Linked DNA regions of Gasterosteus aculeatus: region 1 is linked to region 2. Evidence: chromatin contacts called from public Hi-C data. All regions are on one chromosome and are shown on one strand. Each heading gives the region's core, a stretch centred on a gene start, on an enhancer-like site or on the middle of the called end of the contact. The rest is flanking DNA. Distances are from core to core; before and after follow the strand shown. Region 1 overlaps LOC120833572 (disco-interacting protein 2 homolog A). Region 2 holds the start of LOC120833572 (disco-interacting protein 2 homolog A).

Region 1 (5,854 bases), core at 2,029-4,528, 49 kb before region 2:
CCTCAAAGATGTTCTTGGTCATGCCCGGCAGGCCGTAGTAAGCTACGCCCGGGATACCCGAGTTCACGCATATCTCTCCAACCTCGTCCGTCTGACAGAGATAGGGTGTCCCCTCCACCCGCACCACACACACCAGGGCTGGACACACACACACACACACACACACACACACACACACACACACACACACACACACACACACACACACACACACAATGAGGACAGGAGGGAATCGTGAACAAGGAAATTCACATTTTAAGTAGATGTCACAATCGGTTATTAGATTAGATTCCATTTTATTGGAAGAATTTCTATAGAATACTATAGACAAGAAGCCTTTGAGCGCCCCAATGTTTTGTTATAAACACATCGATACCTCAACATTACCAGACATCGATGCTAAGGAAGACATCACATTAGAGGATTTTTGCTCAACAGTTATTGCTCCCTTCAAATCTGGTCGGGTCGTTTCCATTTTCTGGAGACAGGTGGTTGTGTCAATGTCAAAAGGACATCTTTCATCTTAACCTCCTGCACTAACCACAGCAACAAAAGGTTAATGAGCAGCGCGCAGCGTACTTACTTCCGGGCATGACCTGTCCTACATCCTGCACTGTGAGGACGGAGAGTTTCTCCTCCGTGTCCACACGGATCACACTGTGGCTCAGCCCGCCCATTGACAGCACCGCCTTCCCTGGAGGAGGAACACCCATTTCTGGAGGCCTGCAAGGCACAGACATCATTTCAATTTTATTTAGGGAACATGGAATGTCCTTCAGTCAAATACATCTGTAAGTTATTCTTCCTAATTTCCGCAGCCCTTTGTGGCAAACAGAACAGAACAATGCCGATTCTCATAGATCGTAATTCATCACATCCAGCTGGTGGTAATATGTACCATAGTATACTGTCTTTAGCAGGACTGACACTTTCAAACTCTGCAACTATTCCTCGGCTCACACATTCCTTATGATTTAAAATGCTTATTTAAAGCATGCGTGTTTGGAGTCTGCCTGTCACCCTAATCCTTCTCCATGGGGGCTGAGACCTCCTACACCTTGTCTCGATGTTAAAACAAGCACAAATTTTTCGACAGTCGGATTAAACAGCCCGGTGAGAAAAGAGCGGTGGCAGGCAGTTGTTGTTCTTCTTGCACGGTGCAATGACTGCAGTTCACCTGCGGATGGCGACAGTCATGGCTTCTGAAGAGCTGGCACATGGACAGATCACCTCAGGTCGCAGCCCACGTGCCTGAAACACGTTGAGGAAGGCATCGCACGAGGATATCGACCCTGTCATAACACAAACATGCAAACAAATGTACACAACAAATCAACAACAATCTCTTGTGGCTCCAGGCTTCATTGAATGAGAGTCTGCAGGTGAACTCACATGGGTTAGCTCCGTCGGCTACGATCAGCATGCGCAGGGAGCTCAGGCTGACATCTCTTTGGTCTCTCTGCGCCAGCAGAGACCAGTGCATGTCTCTCGACTTCACCACGGCAACCCTTGCTGTGGAAGGGGATGCAGAGACAAAGAGACAGGCTCACAATATAATCATCACCTCTGTCACTCGGCTGGACAGCCAATCGCAGATCTGTAAATCTGACAGCAAATAGCAGCACAGTCTGACTCAGTTGCCGACAGGTGACTCAGCAAAGTGCGGCCTACGGCTCGGATGGCGGAGGAGACGGATTTCATCCTGTCCTCAGCCTCCGCTGGAGCAGCACAACTGAGTCAGACAAACTAGTCCGTCAATCCACCCTCCCCTTTCACAGGTGCACTGAGAACAGACTCTCTCTGAAAGTCAAACGCGGTCTTATTACAGATACTTAAAAAGAATTAAGTGTTGGGCAAACTACCATTTCCCCATGGAGCAAGCTCCAAAAGCATATCACGTGAATAACGTGTGTATGTACTCTGTATCAGTCAGTATGAAACAATGCACCTAGATAAAACTAGGTGTGTTTGTGCCGTACTAACGGTGACAAGTGACGGATGCCTGGGTGGATTAATCCTCACCTTTGTATGTGTGAACCTTCTGTATCCAGGAGAGGGGGTTGACTTTCATCAGGGAGTAAGGAATGCTGATCACGTGCATCCGATTCATGACACTCTGCCAAGAGAAACACAAAAATATGTCCACGGTGTATCATAATTTCACTGACATCATTATAAACCAGACCTGATCACTGTTTCATTTTCGGGGGTTTGAACGTGAAACTGCATCAGCAGCGCTGATTTGAGGATGTGTTGGAAGTTGAAATATGTTTTACAGGTCTTAAGCGCTTAAGTTGTGTTTCACAATTAGTTTATAATAAATTGTGATAGAACTCTTCCATTAGCTTTACCAGACGGTTCAACACCACTCACAGTGAGAACGCCGTGCCATAACCCTGCTTCTCTTTTGAAGTCCAGGACGTTGGTTATTGTCTCACCTGCAATTGAAAAAGGAATTTTGAACAAGATCAAGGTTTGAGACATTTAACCTGGCATTCTTTTTTAACTAAAGCACTTGCATATCATCATTATTTCAAAAAAATAATTATAATTCCTGTTTGTGGCAGCATTGCAATTCAGTGAAGCAGCGAACATATTTGTAAAACCGACCCAGAGAGACTCTCAGGGCTTCTGGTGCCGTCAAGAGTTATTTACAGCAAAACTGGGACACTGAAGGAGAGGAGGGGCCTTACATTCTCAGGAAGAAAAACAACGAGCTGAGTGGGCGCATTTATCAAACCGGACTGTAATTACACTCTGATGAGGTGTGACGCTGAAGCCAAACAAATAATGAGAAGTTGAGGGGTCCTCCCTACCTTCAGTGTAGCCGCAGGCCTGAGTGAGCGCGTGACAGTGGGCCAGCGTGGCTGCGTTGGACACTGTGATGCCCATGGTGCTTCCCTCCTTGCTGGTCTTATACTGACCGAAGGAAACAAGGAAAACCATTTGAACAATTTCATTCCAAAAAAGAACACATAAAGAATACATCAAATTAAAACAAAAAAATATAACCAAATTGATATTCCCTTTACTGGTAAGATCAATAAAACCACTTTTACCTCTATGTAAGCTATGTCATTACTGGTGTCCCGTATCGGAGGGTGCCAGTCCTTCGGGGGCTTCACAACATGTTTTCCATCCGTCACGAACCACAGTAACCGTGGCCAGCCTGAAGAGACGGAGGCGTGGAGTCAGTTCAAACCAAACGCAGCTAAACAGAGGGAGAGTGAAAATGAGAGCCCACCTTTGAACGTGGCTACCTCCCCCGTTTGTGCTTTGGGCAAGCCTTTCTGACACGCGTCAGTGGTCAGTGCCAACGTGACGCCACAGCTTCCCAACAGAAAGCCAATCTGTTGACTGCCGGCATCCTGGGGGGGAGATCAAAGTTCATACAGCAGGAACTTTGGCAAACAGTCGAATAACAATCATCAAAAGTGACAAAACAGGAAGGCTTGAGGAAAAATGTGCTGAGGCAGCGGTTCCCAAACTTCATGTGTCGAGCCCCCCTTTGATGGTTTAGGAACATTGCAATGCGCCCAGTTGCCCTATGTGGTCTAATATTGTCACTGAAATTACGCATCGTTTCCCTTGACAATAATCCATTACAGCCATGTCAGCGTCTTCCAACAGCATGCTTGTAAACAGCAAACAAGAACAGACATAAATATTCAAACTGTCTAACTGATGTGGGGGAAATTGGTTCAGTTTGTGCAGGAAACTGGGATGCATCATAACACTTTAGGGCTGAATAACACTACAGAAGGCTGTTATAGCACAAGATATTCTAGGATATTGGAAAAGTAGAAGCCAATGTGCATAACTTTACAACGCTCTCATTAGGGGTCATGTGTCCAGCAGGGGTCACTGCTGCTCTTCAGTGTTTAGCTCAAACCAATAAGGTCCACACATTCCCAAGAGATTGTATTTGCCTTTACCTTTCTGGTGAGCGGGACTTCAATCGGCACCGGAACCAGCTCGGCCAAGAGACAGCCGTAAAAGGCAACCATGAACATCACTGGGTCGTTGTTGGGGAAAACAAGTGCAACCTGCGGTGGACACAATATGTTATAGTAGGATGTGAAAGCAAACGTTTGCTTCATTTCAGAAATAATGTGGTTGTGGTATTATATATAAGAATATATATCATATAAGAAATAGCTCTTGTTTGTTGCAAACTGACCTTAGAATCAAGTAGGCAGACTTGATAATAATATATTCTCTCACCGTTTCATTTTTAACGCTACTTCAAGCTCAGGGAAATAGAAACTAGCTGAATATTGTTTTAGGAGCCTCAGCCAAAAACCTCAAATGGAACGAGGAATGTGACATACGACTGACCAGGCCTGGACACAGATTTATGTCATGACTTACCCTGTCGCCGGGCACCAGCAAAGGCTCATTTCTGGTACTCAGCTTGTTAAGAAGCGTGTAGGCCAGTTTCTGACTGCGGGTCCATAGTTTACCTACAGAGGTGAAAGTCGACGGTCACATATTTGATTTGACATCCCAACCCCAGACCACCAAATCCACATAAAAATCCACACAACGGCTGATAATAGCAGCGATTACAAAATAACGTCCATGCAGAGACGGCCACTTCTTTGTCCATTATTTGTAAAGAGAAAGAGACAGATTGCATGACAGGAGGAGACATGGCTTTGTATCTCCGGTGTGAATTGGGAGCCACTCATCCACAGCCTGATGCCTACCATAGGTGAGCGTGTACACCGGCTTGCCAGCATTGTCGAGGGCCGTCAGGCAGGGGCTCTTGGGCTGAGTCGTACCCCACCGATGTAAGGCTGCTGGCAAGGAGGGAGGCCAGGTGTTGACCCCCCCGAGAGGATCGCCTTCTAGGGGACTCATGTGCTGGCCTTCCGGTTTTGGCTGGTTGGGATCTGGCTGCTGAACTAAATAGGGAAGACAAAATATCTCTGTTGACAAATAATCGGTACATTTCTCAGTAATAAAACTCAGGCAGGGCCATACGAGTGTAAGGTGGAGGATTAAATGTGAGTTGGATTCTGTGCTTATCAGTCTAAGCTGCATCCTTCAATAAGGAGTAGCTCCCTCTATCCCTCAGCTTCCGCTTCTCCTCGCACCATACTTGCGCTTTGATTGGACTTGCATCTTTCCGTCACTATTTCCCCCCCAAACTGCATTGAACTCTGGTGAGCGTAATTCAAAAATGCTTAAAAGAGCTGCCATGAGGTCCGCTGCCAAATAAATCACCTCCATCAGGAACAAACAGCGTTGAGCCTCCTGCCATTTTCAGCTCAGTGTGTTTTTTTGCTCGCTCGCTCCAGGCAGACCACCAAGCAGGGGGTTGCCATGTCACAGTGTCTTTGCCAAACTCAGCGGGGCTCGTCAATTACCTGCTGATGCATTACTATTCCTGGCACTTCATTTTACTTCATTCGTGTTTATTCATCCTGGCAGAAAGCCCCCCAAAACCACATGATGGGCGGGTTGGAATGAAGGAAATGGTTGGACAGGGCCGGGCCGCTTAGTGTGCGTGTTTCTGTATTCCATAACCACTCCCTCAACACACCTGGTGGTCTGAGCCCCACCAAGAGACAAAATGACAACCACGAATCTAAACGTGTTCCATGACTGTTTATTTGAGAGGCGTGGTGAGCTCAACCCGACGTTTTCACCTCGCCGGAAGCTGCAAAATTCCGCTGAAAGCTCCAAAAAAAATGTTGGTACAGGTTGTTAACGCTGGTGTGGCTGACGCACATGAAGGAGCAAGAGGATTTGAATCAAATCCAACCTTTAACTGCTGAAGTCTCTGATCAGTATGCTGATCACACCACAAAAAGATGGATGCTTCCTTTCATGAATTATTGATTTGTTA
Region 2 (5,958 bases), core at 3,179-5,678:
GTCACGGAGGTTCATGTACATTTAGGAAGCTAAAAGTCCTTTTATTGTAGAAGTGTCAGACCGCTACCGATTTGTTCTGAAAAAACGATCAACCACAAGAAGAGCGAAGCTGGGAGCCTCGGCTCATATATAAGTTGATCTACTGTAAACTGCAACTAATTAGAAACCTGCACCAAAGTTGGATGAGAAACCATTATGTGTTAAATTGAAAAAGGTTTCACACAACAACATTCTGTTTTTATTTTGTATTCCTCTGCCTGTTTCACATGGTGTACTTGAAGTCTTGTAACGTCGAACTAGGGAGAAATTAGAGAGCGTGTTTGACAAAAATAAACGCTTCTCCCTGCAAATACAACTAAAGCTGATTACCAGCCTCTTGTTACCACAGTAACCAGCACCTGACAACGCCTGGTCACCTCATTACTTCAGTGCAGCGAGTGAAGTTTCCCCTTTGTTGAAGCGATTACATAAGGTGGAACTGAAATGGTTCCATTGCATAAGCACATAACACAGATTAGGAAGAGAAAGAACAAATGGATGTACATAGATCCATCTCTGGATAATCTCACTTATAATAAAGACGATTTGCAGTTGATTTTCCAAGAACAGCAGCCACATGTACGCTGCTGGATCTTCTTCCAAACATCTCAAACCAGCAGCAGAACATTTTCCCTATGAAAACAAACAAGCCCCACGTAAACTACCCAGAGAGACCTGCTCCTCTGTAAAATGAGCATGGAGCGGGCGAAACGAGCACAATGACCAACCAGAGGTTTGGCAGTTCCCCAGCAAACACCAGCACTGGACCAAAAAAGACTTTGTAATCAGAGGGTTTGGAGAGCAAACACAAGGGAGGAGGGAAGAAAACCAGAGAATGGAAAAGAGTGAGTGTATGAATTACGCAGCAGACACGTCTCTCCCTCTTTCCTCCCTGCAGGAGATAATGGGGATCATCCATCTTCTTGCCCTCCTTTGAGACCCATCTTCCGACAACTCATGGCCATCCAGGTCAGCTGAGAGATATTACGTGTTCCCTCCACGGACTCCGATGTGAAGAATTTTGGTAGAAGAGGGTTTTGGTAGTTATTTCTTGGGAAAAAGCGAATGGCTAATGGACTGCATTGAACGTGATCACACACACGCAAGTCTTAGTTTTGGTTACTCGACATGAACACAAAGAGAGAGAGAGAGAGTTCTGAGTTGCGGGGCAAGTTGATAAAATCTTAAGAGGTGATGTCACACGTGTCGGCTCGACAATCGGGATTTGGCAACACTTGATACTGATGACAGCTGCTGGGTTGTTCGGTTACTGTCCATTCATTCGCATCCAACCACAGCCGCATGTTCCCAATGACGCCAAATGGCAATATTGTTCTAATTGGACTGTTAAACACTCGATGGAATGTTAACAAATTCTGGAAATACAAAAATGTGTTTTCTATCCAAGAGGTTTAATAGAAGAGCACATCCTTTAAACAATAATCCCTTTTCACTTTGATTGGTGCTTATGATGATGTGATATTAAAGCAAAATTTGCAGTGACTTTACACCTGGAAAAGCCCTTTTAATTCCATTCAGTCCATTCTCCACCTTTAAATCAATTCCATGTTTAAATCAGCGAAGGTATTAAGATTATTTAGTAATCCTGCTTCACCAGGCCGGCCTCAGGCATGGACAGTAAGGTGCTTTTCAAATCATTAAACATACACGCACTGAAAAAAAGGGAGTGTGAACAAAAACAACAAAAGCACGTTTTAAGCAACATCATTTACAGGTTTACAGGCTATAAAAAACAGGTTCTCATTCAAAGAAGAGTGAAGTAAGCAAAACATTTCAGACACGTGTTTAGCGAGAAATAAAACTAGAGCGCGACAAATTGAGAATGAATCCCTAGAGGAAACAGCATTTGTTACAACCACAATAGGAGCGCACAGGTTGTTTATTTCGCTCATCAGCAGCCCCAAAACTGCTGACGCAGGAATATTATCTAGCTGAACAGCTGGATTGTCTCGGTTGCTAAAAGTAAACATACATGACACACCAGTTGAGCTTCATGAATAATACATTAGTCACACACACACACACACACACACACACACACACACACACACACACACACACACACACACACACACACAAACACCTCGAGCAGAGAGACGTGTGACCTTCCTGTGACGCAGACTTGCCTGACTTGAAATCCCTATAAGCCAAAAGCTCAGCGAGAAGGGTGGAAAAACCTGCAGGATCCCCGGGCTCTCATCTCCTTCCAATAAAGTGAGTTGTCTGTTTCCCCCCCCCCCCCCCCCCCCCACGAGACAGACAGGACGTAACGGGGAGGCAACCAAAGGGCATCATCACGGGGTGAAGAGTTCACCAGGAGTACCAGGATAGGGTTTCACAGAGAAAAAAGGTGGGGGGGTTGATTTCATTTTACGCTGAAGGGGAATTACATTTTCTCCTTTCAGCTGGGACAAAATGGAAGAAACATGGAGTCATGCAAAGAGGCAGTGAAGGTCAGAGACAACAGAGCGCATGGAGGCAGGCATGCATGGCAGGATGCGGCTTGTGGAGAGCAGGAAGGGGAAGCCGGACCGATATAGATTTATTTTGCCGCCGCTCCTGAAAAACATGGCTGTGCCAATAGAGAACTCGGTGGCGGTTAACGTGCCGATCGAAGCGTGCACCGTCGGTCTATTCCAAACCCCCCCCGGTGTGGGGCTACAGAAACCACCAGTGGACTCCGCAGTTGGCATAAGATAGGCGTCACAGCCATAGGGGTCAAATCCCCAATCTAATCAGGTAATTATTAGGACTTTAGCACAGCTCAGCCGATTTGGCCACGTGAGTAGAGCTAATATAAAAAAAGGAGCAGTTAAAGTTGCAGTCTCGTTGCACAAACAAAAGAAAAGCAATTAATTCCTCCTTTCAGGACAGCATGAGGATGAGGCCAGCTTCATTTAGTCTCCGTAGCCCAGAGGGATGATGTTTGAATATAAAGTAAAAGTTTAGGTAGTGTAACAAATATCAGTGGACTTTGTCTGGGAACGTGATGTCTCAAGTGTTTTCTAGGGTTAGGGTTAGAATAATAGCTCAGGGACATGTTTTAAAAAGAGGCCTTTTGGTTTCTCACATCAATAATTGGAGACAGTTCAACCATAAGTTGTAAATTATGTTCAGCGTGGAGGTTTGCACACAAACAAACGTACAGGTGAGCAATGTCAGCGAAAAACTTCATGAAGACCATAATAAAATCATTCAGTTATAACAAAAAGCATATGAGGCAGAGCAAGTACTAGTGACATCCTGATTTACCGACCTCTCCAAATGAATCGCCATTAGTTAGTAACTTAACTTTCCTTTTTTTATTCACTTCAAAACGAGGAAAAAGACAAATTTCTGTGAAAAAACCCAGATCGATAACAGCAGGATGGGCGTGTCAGCTGACTCAAGACAGCTGTGGATCAAATGTGGGATTTGGAGTGTGAACATTTGGGCTTCATAGGAGGTGAAACGCACAAGAGGGCGAGCTCTTAACTTTAGTCTTCAGTCCCACTCGAGGAGAAAACTGCCTTCAGAAGTTGGTGCTGCGGTGGGACTCGCGGGAGCGCGGAGCCTCCGGTGATGCTGACATTCAAAACATGGGCGGTGGTTCCCATCGCCTGTCGTGTACCGTGAACCATGTCAAAATAAATACCCCCACCCCACCACCTTCCCTCCTGCGGCATGTCGCTGTCAACTTACCCTCAGAGAGCTCCAGCTCCAGCTCCGCCAGCTTCTCCCGGACCTCCGCCGGGAGGGTAACAGCGACAGCCGGCGTCGGCTCCAACATCATCGTTAGCAACCCGGTGGAGGTTCTCTCAGCCATGGTGGTAAAAAAAAAAAAAAATGAAATAAAAAGCACGGGTAGGTCCACCGAAATGCTGCTGATGACAATGCCACTGGAAATTAAAAAAGAATGTAATGAAATAAGCCCCCCACCCGCCCCTCACTTGGTTTCAGCTAGCGAGGGTCTGAACTGGGTGTCGCTGAGCGTCTCTCGCTGCGAAGCCGCACAGACGTGTGAGAAAACGTCTCCAACGGTCATGACGCGGCTAGCTGGGCGGCTAGCGGACACGCCTGGCTTGGCTGCGGGTTTCCACGCAGTGTGGGAGGACAGAGGGGAGGAAGGGGAGGTCCCGCCGCTGGTCTCCGTGGCCGCTGTCTGTCCCTCGGCACTGGCGGTGTCCTGTCGGCTGTCGGGACCGGCTGCTTGCCTTCAACTGCGGAGGGAACTCATTCAACTCCCCGCTCGCTTCCCACGGCGCAGTCGCCATTGCATCATAGCAACAGCGGCACCCGACCGCGCGCGTGCACGAGCGCCGCTCCTGTGCGCGTCTCCTCGTCCTCGCGTGACTCGCCTGCCTCCTGTTGTCACAATCACAATACTGGAGGTTTTTTTGTTCATTTCTTGGGTGTCACACAACTTTATATACCATGCTTACTGTATTACTATATTATGTCCACGTGCTGTTTTACACACATTATATGTTTGTTTCTGTCTAAAGAAAAAAGAACTAACTGATCTTTGATTCACTGTCCGACTTCAGAAATATTGCATATTGTATGGATGTATTTATCAACATCATAATAGCACTCTATTGTGATGTTACTAGATGTTACTGGTTACTGTTAAGGTAAAGAACTCCATCACCCAGCATTCCCTAGTCAGTGGTGAGGGACATGCGCAGAGCGGAGCGCGGCAGACCCCGGGTAGCATTAGAGCGGACTGTGCTAGTTGAAATTAAAAGTTCATGAAACGTATATCACGCCTCGCCTGCTTCTTATAAGATTAAGCAAGGTACAACATCTATAAGAAGAAAAATAAATGAATACTGTAACGTAGAAGTAGCCCACCTCCTATTTATATCTCTCTATATCTATCCCATTATCTACATATATAAAGAGTCAGTGTATAGACTGAAATACAATGTTTGCTGAATATGTGCATATACAGTCACTATCGTGCAAATTCTATATTCGTTATAGAATTCAACAAACTACCAAGTAAACATAACATTAACATAGTAATTCGATACAGAAGATTTTAGAATTTAAAAGGTTTTATGGCATGTAGGTGGGTGGGCAGGGAAGCTTAATGGTTGACAAATACCCCACTCTATATATTATATGGACGTATTAAGACTGGAGGGTGGGAAGAGTCTGCATCCTGAACTTCTCAAACGTATTAGTTATTTATTTCCAGTAACTTTATTACAATTTAGCCAACATCAATATTGGTATGAAATATAAATATTTCAAACAAAAGAACAAAGATCAAAGTCAAACTCAGAATGCACATTATAAATCCTTCGGTTTTGGTAGCAAATAAGTAACAAAATGAAGACAATCCATTCAAAGTTAAGAAAATATAGAAAATTAAAAAAAACAGGTATAACAATAATAGTAGAGCAATAGATGTACTTAATTTAACCAATTCACATTACATTACTTACTTATAAGTATAATAACAATAATTAAATACTAAGAGGTACTACAACCTCGTTTAAGCTGCACTGGAAAAGGCATTTCAAAGGCAATTCAGATTAATGCTTAAAAAAAATAAATCAATTACATTTGATGAGATGACCATTGTGTATGATTAAAATATACAGAGTCTGTATAGTCTCTTGTATTAATCTTCTTTTTTGTCTTGCATTAATCTATTGCGAGGCTCTGATTGGGTGTTCTGCCATTTGGGTTAGATGGGTGATGAGTATTTGTCTAGCCTGTATATTTGTTATGAAACATATTGAAAAAAGTTACTTTCAAACATGAAATAAATATATATCAAAACAAGCTGCAAAAGTGTTTAAGGTTTCTACAACCAGCAGGTGTCACTGCATGCACAGTAAAAAAAAATATATGTATGTTCTTCACAGGCAAGTAATATGGTATATGTAAATATGTCGCTGATGGTGA

The links. A called contact is a pair of places that touch in the nucleus more often than the background predicts.
Region 1: a contact with region 2 is called in a Hi-C map of liver, with 5 times the contacts expected there. The contact joins the enhancer-like site here to the promoter of LOC120833572 in region 2. A contact is called at or near these places in 4 of 6 Hi-C or Micro-C datasets (liver, skeletal muscle, tail fin and 1 more).

What each region holds. Positions count from the first base shown.
Region 1 is chr16:12,526,070-12,531,923 of fGasAcu3.hap1.1, reverse strand. It overlaps LOC120833572 (disco-interacting protein 2 homolog A), which reads right to left. Exons shown (of 39, transcript XM_040200775.2): 9 at 4,710-4,907; 10 at 4,372-4,463; 11 at 3,936-4,046; 12 at 3,245-3,368; 13 at 3,060-3,169; 14 at 2,817-2,919; 15 at 2,374-2,438; 16 at 2,023-2,116; 17 at 1,393-1,512; 18 at 1,178-1,292; 19 at 584-723; 20 at 2-138. Among protein-coding and RNA genes, the nearest start is that of sacs2, 35 kb to the left of the region's middle. Within about 2 kb of position 3,278, at least 2 of the 9 cell types and tissues checked have open chromatin away from gene starts, as enhancers often do. A contact at or near this core is called in liver, where this site is marked.
Region 2 is chr16:12,478,601-12,484,558 of fGasAcu3.hap1.1, reverse strand. LOC120833572 (disco-interacting protein 2 homolog A) reads right to left here and starts at 4,428. Exons shown (of 39, transcript XM_040200775.2): 1 at 3,990-4,428; 2 at 3,742-3,854. The coding sequence starts at 4,084. cflar (CASP8 and FADD-like apoptosis regulator) reads right to left here. Exons shown (of 10, transcript NM_001267666.1): 10 at 5,215-5,958.